Linked DNA regions of Oryctolagus cuniculus: region 2 is linked to region 1. Evidence: chromatin contacts called from public Micro-C data. All regions are on one chromosome and are shown on one strand. Each heading gives the region's core, a stretch centred on a gene start, on an enhancer-like site or on the middle of the called end of the contact. The rest is flanking DNA. Distances are from core to core; before and after follow the strand shown. Region 1 holds the start of DDX50 (DExD-box helicase 50). Region 2 holds the start of SUPV3L1 (Suv3 like RNA helicase).

Region 1 (6,125 bases), core at 1,608-4,107:
TACATCATTTGATCTTTACTTAACTGCACTAGCCCTCAGCTTTCCAAACCAACAGAGTCTATAGAATAACAAGATTATTTATAGAGCCAGCCTGGGGTTTGAATTGCTCCTGGGCCCTGCACTTCAAGGAGAGGATAAAGCAAGGCAAAGTGAGACTTCTAAGCCCAAGCCCAGCAACGTCCTAGGGTGATGAAATACATTATTCCACATCAGACTCACAACGCTTGACACTTTCAGCTCCCTCGGTTTCCATTATACTCTGTATGTCCTCTCATCCTCTCACCTCTATCACTTCTCCTATGGTCTCTCTCCCTCCTCATTCTATAGTTGGTCCTTTTTAAGTCTCTGCTCTCCAATTATATTTTCACACCATTTTCATTTTCAACACATTCGTCCAGGCTCCTTTCTTCATCTGCATTCCAGTTCTGAGAACCTGTATCTCAGCTCTGTATCTCATATCCAAACCATAGTTATCTTCATCTCAGAATCAGATCACCAGTCTAAGGCTCTACTTCTAGTAGCTGATACTCCAATCCATTTCCAAATTTCTATTTATCTTTCAGAGTTACAGCGGATTCAACAAGTATTTCTGAAGAATTTACAATGTGAAAATCAGCAACTTAGAAGGATACAGTAAAACTTAAGGATTGACAAAGATATAGTTATTTTCCTCAAGAACTCGGGAAATATTTGGGAAAGATATACACAGGAAAAAATGAGATAACTTTACAAGAAACACATAATAAATCCCAATTACATGATAACTACTGGAACAGCCTTCAAAGGGGAGCCTGACAGATACAAGATTTGGATGCAAAAGGAAAAAAGAAGTGTTCCAAGAGGAGCTAAAATTAAAATAACTGCTTAGAGATTCTACTTACACCCTAGTACCTAACTGTGGCAGTGAAATTCAGGGACAGAAAGCAGAATGGTGAATGTCAGGGACAGGAGAAGGGGGGAATTTGAATTAGTATTTAATGGGCAGAGTCTGGGAAAATAAAAAAGTTCTGGAGATAGATGTTGGTGATGGCTGCAAAACTCAATGCCACAGAACTATACACTTAAAAATGGTAAAAGCTGGGGCTGTCGCTGTGGCGTAGTGGGTAAAGCCGCGACCTTTAGTTCCAGCACCCCTATGAGCATCAATTCAAGTCCCAGCTGCTCCACTTCAATCCAGCTCTCTGTTACAGCCTGAAAGATGGCCCAAGTCCTTGGGCCCCTGCACCCACAAGGGAGACCCGGAAGAAGCTCCCACCTGCTGGCTTCGGATCAGCTCAGTTCCAGCTGTTGTAGCCATTTGGGGAGTGAACCAGCAGATGGAAGACCTCTCTCATTCTCTCTGCCTCTGCCTCTCCATAACTTTGCCTTTCAAATAAATAAATAATTTTTTTAAATGGTAAATGTTAAGTTTTGTGTATCCTACAATAAAAGAAACCAGTTGGTAAGTTTACCCTAGTGATATGGCTGGTCAGGTAGGTTCTACTCTCTACCACTTCACAGACTACATCTTATTCTTTTGCCAAATGTCACAGTTCAAATACCGCTACCTTCTCCCACTGCTTTCTTTCTGCAGGTCTGATGTCTCCTGTCAAAATTTTACCTATGCATTTTTCTGCACCTGTACTCCCCTAATTGTTTCGGGACTTGAAGTCTCTACAGGCTCCTTGAGGTGAGGATCATTTCTTACACTTAATTAAAGACCTTCATACTCAACAAAGAGGCTGGTGCAAGTTAGACACAAATAATAAATACCCACGGATTGAATGAGAACACCAATAGTAAGCGCTATTAATAATGCAATCCACACGATCTCCCTCACAGGCAAATCCTGGCAACCCCGGCTTTGATACCATTCCTTAAGCCTCTATAGTTATCAAGGTTTATAAACCTAGGCTCGCTGTCCCCAGGATGCTTGCACACAGGACAGGGTGACTGAGAAACAATACATTTCCAAGGGAATCGTTTTTCTTAATCGTCTTCTAAGGTAGCCAACGAGAACCAAACAGGCCTCTCTGCTTAAGAAAGAAGAGCAAAGAAACGGATATCCCGGTGATGGGAGCTTGAGCCTGCCCATCTCGCACACGCTTCGGGCGCCAACAGGAAGGGCTGAAGGAAGGGCTGAAGGAAGGGCCAGCGGAGGCCGAGTCAAAGCCCAGGGCCGCCCTTCTGCAGGGCGGGAGTGTGGCGGTGGGAATGGTCCCGCAGCGACCGCAGAGGGCCGAGGGCCAAGCTCCCGCTCGGATGTGACAGGCCATCATCAGGGACAGCTCCCCTCCCCGCCCAAGCCGGCGCAGCCCCGAAGGAGGCGCGGCCCATCCTCAGCGCACCTTTCGCCTCTCCTTCCTCAGGCTGTCGGGCTCCTCCAAAGGTGCTTCCAGCTCCATAATGTCCCCCCACAGGAGTTTCCCAGGCATTACTGGCCGCCGCCTCCGCCTGCCTCAGGGCGCGGTGGCCACAACCACCTACGGGCAGCGCCAGCGAAAAAGGAAACGGGGGCAGGACAGCCGCCCGGCCAGGGCCGTGCGTCACTTCCGGGACACGCACCGCTCGGCGGGGAAAATAATCCCGGATCCTTTCGGCGCACACTTTTTCCTTGCGCCGCTACCTCCCAACCAATGAGAATGAAAGTTCTCGAGTGTCCCGCCCTCGTTCCAAAGTGATTGGCGTGCAGAGTAAAACTCTGGCCAATCATCATGAAGGACGCACGCGCTGATTAGCATAAGTGATTTCTCTGTATCTCTTCCCCACTGCAGAGTTCTGCTCGGGAATCTTCGACACTCACTTCTGAGGCTGGGGAACCCCTCGATGGCGGTGGAGAGGGTCGGCCCGCGCGGCGACCCGGCTCGCGGGCCGGCCGGAGCCGAGGTGGGTGGGGGCGCCACGCGCAGCCTCGCTATTTGCGGCCGGAAGCTGCGGCCCTGGGCCCCGCCCGTTGCGGGCGGGGTGCGAGGAGGCGTTAACGTCCAACGGCTTCGCGCCAGTCTAGCAGCGCCTCGCAGTGGGGAAGGGGTTTCTTGGGGTCCCGAGTGGGCTGGAGGTGAAGGCTGGGGCTGACTGGATAGACGTCCACCCCGAATTCTTAGGTTTTGATCATTTAGCTGGTCGTCGGCTGGTTTTAGTCCTCACGCTCCGCGTTTGACTTGAGGAAGCCGAACCCACCCAAGAAAGGAATTTACTTCCCTGGGTCACAAAATCTTTGAGTGGTACAGTCAGGACTAGCGAATGTTTTGCTTGGATCTGAGATGAGCGAGTGTGCTTTTCTGCCACACCTACCTGAAAGCCTCGAGTCTGACAAGGGTTTGGGGGGAGATGCTCCCATGAAACAATGAGCAGGAAAAACCCGAAGACACCTAACAGTTTCGGCCAGAGAGAAAACCTAAATGCGTTCAACAGATAACGTGTTTGCGACGAATAAAAAGGGGTTCAGTTTTACGGATGGGGATTAACTGCCCCTAAATCGCAGCCTTACACAAAACGGAAGCCTTTGGCGTTACAAAGGGTAACTTCCTTAGCCTGTCCCTTTTCCTACGCCAGTGCTAGCTAATTGGCTTTATTTTCTGCGCCTTTTCTCAATGATCTCTTCAACCCAGGAACTCAACGCCTAAGAGAAGGACCCAAATTGAGATGAAGGCGCAGGGGCACTCAGCGAGCCGCTTGACAGTGTCTGGGGCACATACTCCTAACATGAGCATCTCATTTGTCTTAGCAAAATTACCCACTGCGACGTGTGCTGATTTGGGGTGTTCACCCAAGTAACTGGGACCAAATATGTTAAATTTCTGATTCCGCCAGGTCTTCTGCATGATTTAGGGATTGACTTGAGGTGAAAAAAAATAAAGTCTAAAAGTAACTATGGATTCAGTACTAAACACAAGGAGTGTTCAGCTACTGATTATGGAAGAATGCATCTCCCTAGGTTATGAGAATAGGTACGCATCTCTGGATCTGTGTTTTCCACAATCCTAATTTAGTCCCACTCTTCGCTCCCACTCCCCATTCTACCGTGTTAAATCAGTCTCTAGCCCTACAAAGGGTGTGATGATGAGCACAGAAACGGTAGACATGGATAGCAAATCACTATGTAAAACTGGGATAAAAGGAACAGATGTTAATATCTTGTGGTCAAAGGTCAGAAAGTTTCAGCTCCTCAGAAATCAAAAATATTTTCGGTATTCACTTACGTATCAGAGGTCCCAACAGCACATCTGAGAAGGGAAAGGCCAACACTGTTTGAATTCAGGTGACTAATAAGTGTACTAGTTTTTGGCGCCGGCACCCTGGGTTCTAGTCCCGGTCGGGGTGCCGGATTCTGTCCTGGTTGCCCCTCTTCCAGGCTAGCTCTCTGCTGTGGCCAGGGAGTGCAGTGGAGGATGGCCCAAGTGCTTGGGCCCTGCACCCCATGGGAGACCAGGAGAAGCACCTGGCTCCCAGCTTCGGATCAGTGCGGTGCGCCAGCCGTGGTGGCCATTGGAGGGTGAACCAACGCAAAGGAAGACCTTTCTCTCTGTCTCTCTCACTGTCCACTCTGCCTGTCCAAAATAATAAATAAATAAATAAGTGTACTAGTTTTAAAGGATGATAATCTGAGACTTAAACACTGCAGTCTCTTGCCCCAAACTCTATGCCCGAAACTCACAGAACCCGATCCCTGACTGCTGTGGAGAGGACAAGAATAAACTGACACATGACTGACTCAACCAAAACTGACTTTGCTGGAAAAAAAAGTGCACCCCACATTACTGTTTTTTCAGTGTACCTCATCTTACCTCAGCCAACTAGAAAAGTTAGTAAATGCGGAAGCTTTCATACTTGTTCCCTCTATAAGTCTCCAGAGATTCATGGCTAATGATATTTGGGGACAGGAGGAAGGTACACTATGCATGGTAATTAAAAATCTTATTAGAACATCTTTCCAGATATCTTACCAGAGTCACTGATAGAATTCTCTCAAAAATTTTAAGGATTGAGTGCTTTAGCTACTACTCTATTTGAAGGTCCTACAAATATTTCCCTTGCCTTTGGCCTCAGCTTATTAAACTCTCTGACCTTTAAGATACAAAAACAAGACAATTATTCTTAAACTTGGCCTGCTGGTTATTTTCAAAACTCTGGTGGGGTGGGGAAGTGAGCATTTGGCACATTGGTTGATTCCCACATTGAGTACCTGGATTGTAGTCCCAGCTTTGCTCTTGGTTCCAGCTCCCTGCAAATGCACACATGGGTAGGCAACAGGTGAGGGTTCAAGTGGTTGAGTCCCTGCCACCCACGTGGAAGACCAGGATTAAATTCCAGGCTCCTGGCTTCAGCCTGGCCCAGCCTGGCTCTTGTGGGCATTTGGGAAATGAACCATCAGATGGGAGATTGCTGTCTCCCCTATTCAAATAAATAAATAAATGAAGATAAAATGAGAAGGCAAGATTTTATTTTTACTTCATAGTAAGTTGAAGGTAAAATTAAATTTTTTAAAATTTGTCTTAAAAATAGAAAGGGGTGGGCATTCAGTTTAGTAAAGACACTTGCACCGCATGTCAGAGGACCTGGATTTGAAGGGCCCAGCTCCCATGGCTTCCTGCTAACGCAGACCCTGGAATACAGCAGTGATAGCTCAAATGATTGGGTTCCTGTCACCCATGTAAGGGACCGTGGATTTAGTTCCCAACTCCCAGAATCCATTAAGGACTTTTGGGGAGTAAACCAGCTTATCTATATCTCTAGACCTCTTAAAGTAAAAGTGGGGCCAGCACTGTGGCACAGTGGGTTAAGCTGCAGCCTGCAACGCCAGCATCTCATATGGGTGCCAGTTCAAGACCAGCTACTCCACTTCCCAAACAGCTCCGTATCAATGTGCCTAGTAAGGCAGTGGAGGATGGCCCATGTTCTTGGGCCTGTACCCACTTGGGAGACCTGGATGAAGCTCCTGGCTCCTGGCCTTTCCCCAGCCATTGTGGCTACTTGGGAGTGAACCAGCGGCTGGAAGACCTCTCTCTCCGTCTCTCCTTCTCTTTCTCTGTAACTGCCCTGCAAATCTCTTTAAGTGGAAGATAAAAAGAGCCATCAACTATAACATTTTGCCATCTGCATCTCTTAAGTGATGAGGAAATAAACCATCATTTTTAAATGCTGAC
Region 2 (6,125 bases), core at 2,264-4,763, 280 kb before region 1:
AATCCAGCTCCCTGCTAATGGCCTGGGAAAAGCAGGAGCAGGAGTGGGAGGACTATGAACCTTACAGGAGAGGCAGAGCCAGGGAGCACCCTAGAGAGTGTACAAGAAGACAGGAAGACTGACGCAGCAAAGCTGTGAGCCAACTTTCCAGGCAAGAAGCGGATTTATCTCTATGTGGAAATCCGATCCACTAACCACTCGCTGAATAAGGCTGTGGTAGTTCACTGTCCTCTGCGGTCCCTCTCAATGCTGAAAAATCACCCTCGTGAATTCCACCTCTGCACACAGGAGAGGAAGAGTGGCCCAGCATACGGCGACCCAGTGAGGTGCACCTAAGGGTTCCCAGCAGGAGGAACCCTGGTCCTGACAAACCAGCGTCTTCTTCACTCCATCCACATAGTGGAAGCATCAAAGACACTGACGTTTTCAGGTAAATTGTGTATATTTGAATACAATAAATACACCAGATTGTCTCACACAATTACTTGTGCTGTACAATAAGACAAACGGGGAACTGTTTAATGGACAAATTATTGTTTTATTGTTTGATTCAATATGAAAAAAAGTTCAACATCTATTCTACAACAGCGAGAATATACTCGACTAAGATGCTAAGTTTTACGTTATATGTTCTTATCACAATCTAAAATAAGCAAAAATATAATATAAAATAATACAGTCCCCAAACGCAAGTAAAGTGGAAGATCTTGCTTGGAAGAACAAGTCACATACCACACAACACACAAGGGTATTTTAAAAAGTTCGTAAAGGGCAGGCGTTGTGGTGCAGCAGTTTAAGGCACCCCTTGGGACACCCGTGTCCCACATGGGAATGCCTGGGATCAAATCCCATCTCTGCCTCTGCTTCCAGCACACCTTCCTACTAATGGTCCAGGAGGCAGCAGATGATGGTTCAAGTACTGAGTCCCCTGCCACCCACATGAGAGCCCTGGATGGAGCTCTTGGCTCCAGCCTGGCCCAGAACTAGCTGTCACAAGCATTTAGGGAATGAAACAGCATGTGGAAGATCTGTCTCTCCCTTTGTCACCCTTTCAAATAAAAAAAAGTGAATAAACTCTTTTTAACCTACAGTGCCGGCATTCCATATGAATACCAATTTGAGTCCTGGCTGCTCCACTTACGATCCAGCTCTCTGCTGTGGCCTGGGAACCCAGTAGAAGATGGCCTAAGTCCTTGGGCCCCTGCACCCACAGGGGAGAACCTGAGGAAGCTCCTGGCTCCTGCCTTAGGACTGGCCCAGCTCCAGTCATTTGGAGAGTGAACCAGCGGATGGAAGATAGAAGATGTCTCTCTCCCCCACCCTCCCTCTATCCCAGGTCATTTGCGGAATAAACCAGCAGATGGAACATCTCTATCTCAGTCAACTTTGCCCTTCAAATAAATAAAAGTTCATTCAGGTGCAAAAGATTTTGAAATTGCTGCCTTCCAGGGGCCTTCAAAAAGTTTGTGGAAATGGAGCAGGTGTCCAGCACAGCACTTGGGACACCTCTGTCCCATCTCAGAGTGCCTGGGTTCCATCCTGGCACTGTTTGCACAGATGGGTAAAATTACGGTTCTTGTCTTCTCGCCAAGAATTCAGATGTGAGAGCAGTGGGAAGTGGGATAGCAAGGTGGAACGGGGCAGAGACAGTGCCCAGTCATCAGACCGGGGAAGCAGCGTCACAGAGTCTGCTGAAGAGAATGCACTGGCTCGCTAGGCAGGCACCTCAGGAAAGGGCGGGGAGCGCAGTCTGCACTCAGGGGTTGCAAGGGAACGGGGTCCAGTTCCTCCTGCCATCCTCCCATCCCCTCTCCGTCTGCTCCTGGACAAAGGGTCTGCTGGGTGTGCAACGGATGAAATTCCTCCCAAGTTTTCGTTAACCGATGTTATACGGCTGGGTAGCTCATTTGGTGGTGGGAGGACAGGATTCCCCTGGGGTCCTTCCGTGGGGGAAGGCTGGGACCACCTGTCAAGTTATGCAGGTATGGGCAGGATTCTGCGGTATAAAATCCTGGGGCTCTTCCGAGCCTGCTCGCTGAGGCCGCTCCGATGCTTTCCTTTCTGAGCAGGTGCCGTCTTCCTTCGGCCCCTCTCACCCACACGGGCTCATCTCTAACTTCCTCCGAAACAGCTCTTCTCCTGTTCCCAGCTTCCTGCTAACGGGCACCCTAGGAGGGGAGGCAAATGCAGCTCAAGTACTTGGGTCCCTGCCATGCGTGTAAGGGACGTGGATTCTGTTCCCAGCTCCTGGTTTGGCCTGGCCCAGTCCTGGGTGCTCTGAACATCTGGGGAATGAACAGGTGGAAGGAGGATTCTCTCTCTCTCCCTCTCTTTCAAATAAATAAAACTGAACTGAAAGGTTGTTAACAGGACAGTTCCCGGACACCAAGTACCTCATCGGACCAAGCACGCCCTCAGCCTTCCAGAACGGCACCTGCTAGAGCACACTCCCTGGCTCTCTAACCAATTATCACACTCGACCCACCGACATGCACAATCACGGGTCTCAATTACAAAGGACAAGGGAACAATTTTAAAGCTCAGCCACAGCATCCCAAACTCCCCCCAGAACTCCCTGTCAAACCGATCCAACGCAGTTTTGCGGACAAAATCCACTGTCACTCGCTGACGCGAAGCTGTCCCTCCCTCCGTGGGGCCTGGAACGCTCAGGGCCCCTCCCACCCTCGGCGGGGACGCCCGCATCATGACCTTGTATCACGGCTGACCACGCACGTCCCCGAGACCGTGAGGCTGGCTCCTCTCGGCAAACCTTCCCTCCCCGAACAGCTCGGCAGTGTGAGCGCCCGTCCACGACAACGGTCAACCAAGGCTTCTCACGGCCTCGTTCCCTCGCCCCGTCTCGGGGTGGGGGGCGGGAGGAACGCAGAAAGATGCTGGTCGTGCACCTGACGGTTCAGAAGCAGCTGCATCGTCCCAAACCCACTCAGAGGAGAGCAGCGAGAGCGAAAAGGCCACTTCTGGGGCAAAACCCTGGGGAGTACGCAGCGAGGGCCTCAGCAGCCGGCGAGGGAGGCAGACACTGATGGGCGCCATGACAACGCTCGGGTCGCCAGGGAAGGGATCTGGCTCCCTCCCGGCCAGGTACACCTCCCTCCTGCCGCCCCCCGCCAGTTCCCGCACTCACTCTTGTCCAGAGGCCGCGTGAGCTCGGCCCCGACATCGCCATCGGCGCTGGGGCCCTGAGGTTTCACAGTCAGGGGCACGAACAAGGACGTGTTCGGGATTTTGGAGCCACCGGATGCATTAGAGGAAGCGGCGGCAGCGGCAGGAACGCACCCCAGAGCCCCGGGAAAGGGCCCGCCGTGGGCGCGAAGGGCAGAGCAGGCGGCTGCCCGCTGCCCAGCCGGGCGCCCCGCCGGGAGCCGAGCCCACAAGAGGGCACACCGGGAGAAGGACATGGAGACCGCAGGCTCTAAAGGAGCCCGGAGCAGCCCCGAGGCACGGCGGCGGACAGTGACGCAAACCACCGGCGCCTGCAGGCACGAAAGACCCAGGCCGAGCAGGGAGAGCTGCCCAGGTAAACGCCTGATCAATCAGGGGAAGGTAGCGCTGTAAAACTGCTCTAGCCGTGACGGAGCAACCGATCAGGCAAACTCAAGAGAGAAATCCTCGTTCTGATTTCTCTATCTGCTTTCATCTGTGGTTGGATCAGCTTTCTGGCAAAGGTAGTCAGGGAAAGTAATCAGGCATCTTTGGGGATGTCACAGCTGAGAGCGGGGGCGGGGCGGGGCCCTGCCTGCTGTGTCACGTGACGCAAACTGGCCCGTCCCAAGAGCACGTGGCCAGCAGCACGTGGCCGCGGGGTTATCAGTGCAGGCTGTGCACTGGCCGCAGTAGCTGCGGGTACCGAGGTAGGGAGCTGCGGGAGTGGAACGCCGGAGCGCGTTCCTGCAGTTCCTTACCGAGTACCTTGGTCTGCATCTGGGAGGGGTTGCTGAGGAATTCTGTTGTACTACATTAAGCCGTCTTTGGCATAATGCGCATGTACACTGCTTCCACGCGCGCGGTTTGTGTACAGCATCCCAGCAGCTATGAGGCAACAACGTGGCGAAAACGTGCACTTGGCCAAGGTTTAGGTTCAGTTACATTGACTGGCTACTGTGTCCTTGTACGAAGCTGCAACATCCTAATTTCTAAACAGGGTTGCAGCGCGTGCGTGTTAATGTGTGTCAAGCAGGATCCCAGGAACAGACTGTTACATGCCTTTAACCTACAAAGCACCTTTTGAACGCCAGCATTGCAAGGAAAACCGTCCTTAACTGTTTTTGACCTAGTGTTGGTGATAGCAAAAATACACGTTGAGTAACGCAAATATTACTCTAATGGGCTAATTAAAGAAAGGAGCAATTTCAGAACTGTAAGATTTCTGACAGGCAGAGGCTTCGCTGTGGAAAAGATAGACTTAAAAACCTCAAACATAGTTAAGGCAGGACTTGTTTGTGGCTTACAGAGAGCCGTTAAGTCGTTGAGAAAACCTGGGACAGGCTGGAAGAAACAAAAACACGTAAGAAAACAAGGGGTAGTTGTAGCTGCGGTGGCGGGTTAGTGTGTCTGAAGACGGCAGCGACTCAGTGAAATGGAGAGACCTAGTAAAGGAGTCTGCACAGTTTAGTGAGTGACCAAATACGATAGAAAATGTGCCCCTCATCTCCCTCCCGCATTACATACATGCATGCATACATATATACATGCATATGCACACATACATACAAGCTTTGCGATGCCGGCATCCCCCATGAGAGTTCCCGAGTTTGAGTTCTGGCTGTCACCAATTCCAGGTTCCTGCTAATGGCACCTTGGGAGACAGCAGATGGTGGTTCAAGTCTTTGGCCCCCTGCCACCTTGAAGTCAGGAGCCTGGAGTCTCATCCCAGTCTCCCAAGGGGGTGGCAGGGACCCAGGCACTTGGGCCATCCTTTGCTGCTTTCCCAGGCGCATTAGCATCCACTTTGATCAAGACACAAATTGTTGGCTTCTGTTTTGTCTTCCAGTTGGCTTGGGACAGAGGAGTGAGTTTCAGGATCACTGGGACTGCCGCCAGGGGGCGCCCGGCCACTGTGCAGAGAGCACACGGAGCTCCTGCGCTGCGAACCCCGGCCACCAGGGGGCGTACACCCTGTCTGGGCTGAAGGGCAGTTCTGTGCGCGGTGGTCTCCCCTGGGGGGACCGGGAGTAACACTGGGGAGGCGCCGCAGCCTGGCGACAGCTGGAGTCTGAGGCCACGGCGGGGCAGGGAGCTTCCTTCTCAGGACCAGTTCAGGGAGACGCCAGTGTTGCTGCTGTCCGCGTGTCCTCTGTAGGGGTCCCAGCCCACCTCAGCGGGGGTCGCCCGCCTGGGCCGCGCCGGCTGCGGGAAAGTCAGTGCCTCGGGAAGCCAGGAACTTGGGGCTAAAGGAAGCCGCGGAGCTGAGGCCGGGCAGAGACTCCACCTGGCCGGCTGAGCGGGCCGCGAGTGCTCCGGGAGAGGCTTGTGGGCGTTTCGGAAGGCTGAGTGACGGGGGGGGGGGGGGGGGGGGGGGCGGGCAGACACAGAGATGGTTGTCCATCTGCTGGTTCGCTCCCCAGAGGCCCACCGGCCGGGTCCAGCGGGAACCCCGGAGCTCGGTCCCCGGCCCTGGAGCCGGCACCTGCTGTCTCGCGGGCTGGAGCCAGGATTTGACCCCAGGCGCTGCGGTAAAGGCTGCCACCCAGAACCCCGAGGTTGGGTTTGCAGACGCCGTGAGACTTTCAGTTACATCCCTCCCAGCTAGCCTTTGGTTCCTGTCGTGCCAATGGCAAAGGCACATTTTTGCTGTCCGGGAAGTCGGTTTGATTGCCAGCGTGTTTTTAATGGGGCGGATCATACTGTGAGTCTGCAAGCAGAGACGGGTGAAACACGAAACTCTAGTGAGCTTTCGTGTAAGCCACAATGTGGATTGAGTTCCCCCTGGGCCCTGGGCTTGTGTAAAACACACTCGGGTAGAGCCGAGGGAACGCTGAGGTCCGGGGAGAGCTTTGCGGTGCGTTGTCTCTGCTGATCCGTCTGTGCAGCCTTGTTATTTCAGTGTTGCATGTAAGTAAGCACTCAGACGTCTGCCCAAAGCACCAGGGTTTACCAGTTGTTGC

The links. Hi-C and Micro-C count contacts between places; a contact is called where the count stands out from the background.
Region 2: a contact with region 1 is called in a Micro-C map of ear pinna, with 6 times the contacts expected there. The contact joins the promoter of SUPV3L1 here to the promoter of DDX50 in region 1. A contact is called at or near these places in 3 of 6 Hi-C or Micro-C datasets (ear pinna, psoas muscle and an unstated tissue).

Annotation. Positions count from the first base shown.
Region 1 is chr15:60,695,617-60,701,741 of mOryCun1.1, reverse strand. DDX50 (DExD-box helicase 50) reads right to left here and starts at 2,857. Exons shown (of 16, transcript XM_070057770.1): 1 at 2,783-2,857.
Region 2 is chr15:60,977,839-60,983,963 of mOryCun1.1, reverse strand. SUPV3L1 (Suv3 like RNA helicase) reads right to left here and starts at 3,513. Exons shown (of 15, transcript XM_002718445.5): 1 at 3,146-3,513. The coding sequence starts at 3,419. It overlaps LOC127484130 (a long non-coding RNA gene), which reads left to right and starts at 3,800. Exons shown (of 3, transcript XR_007910892.2): 1 at 3,800-3,872.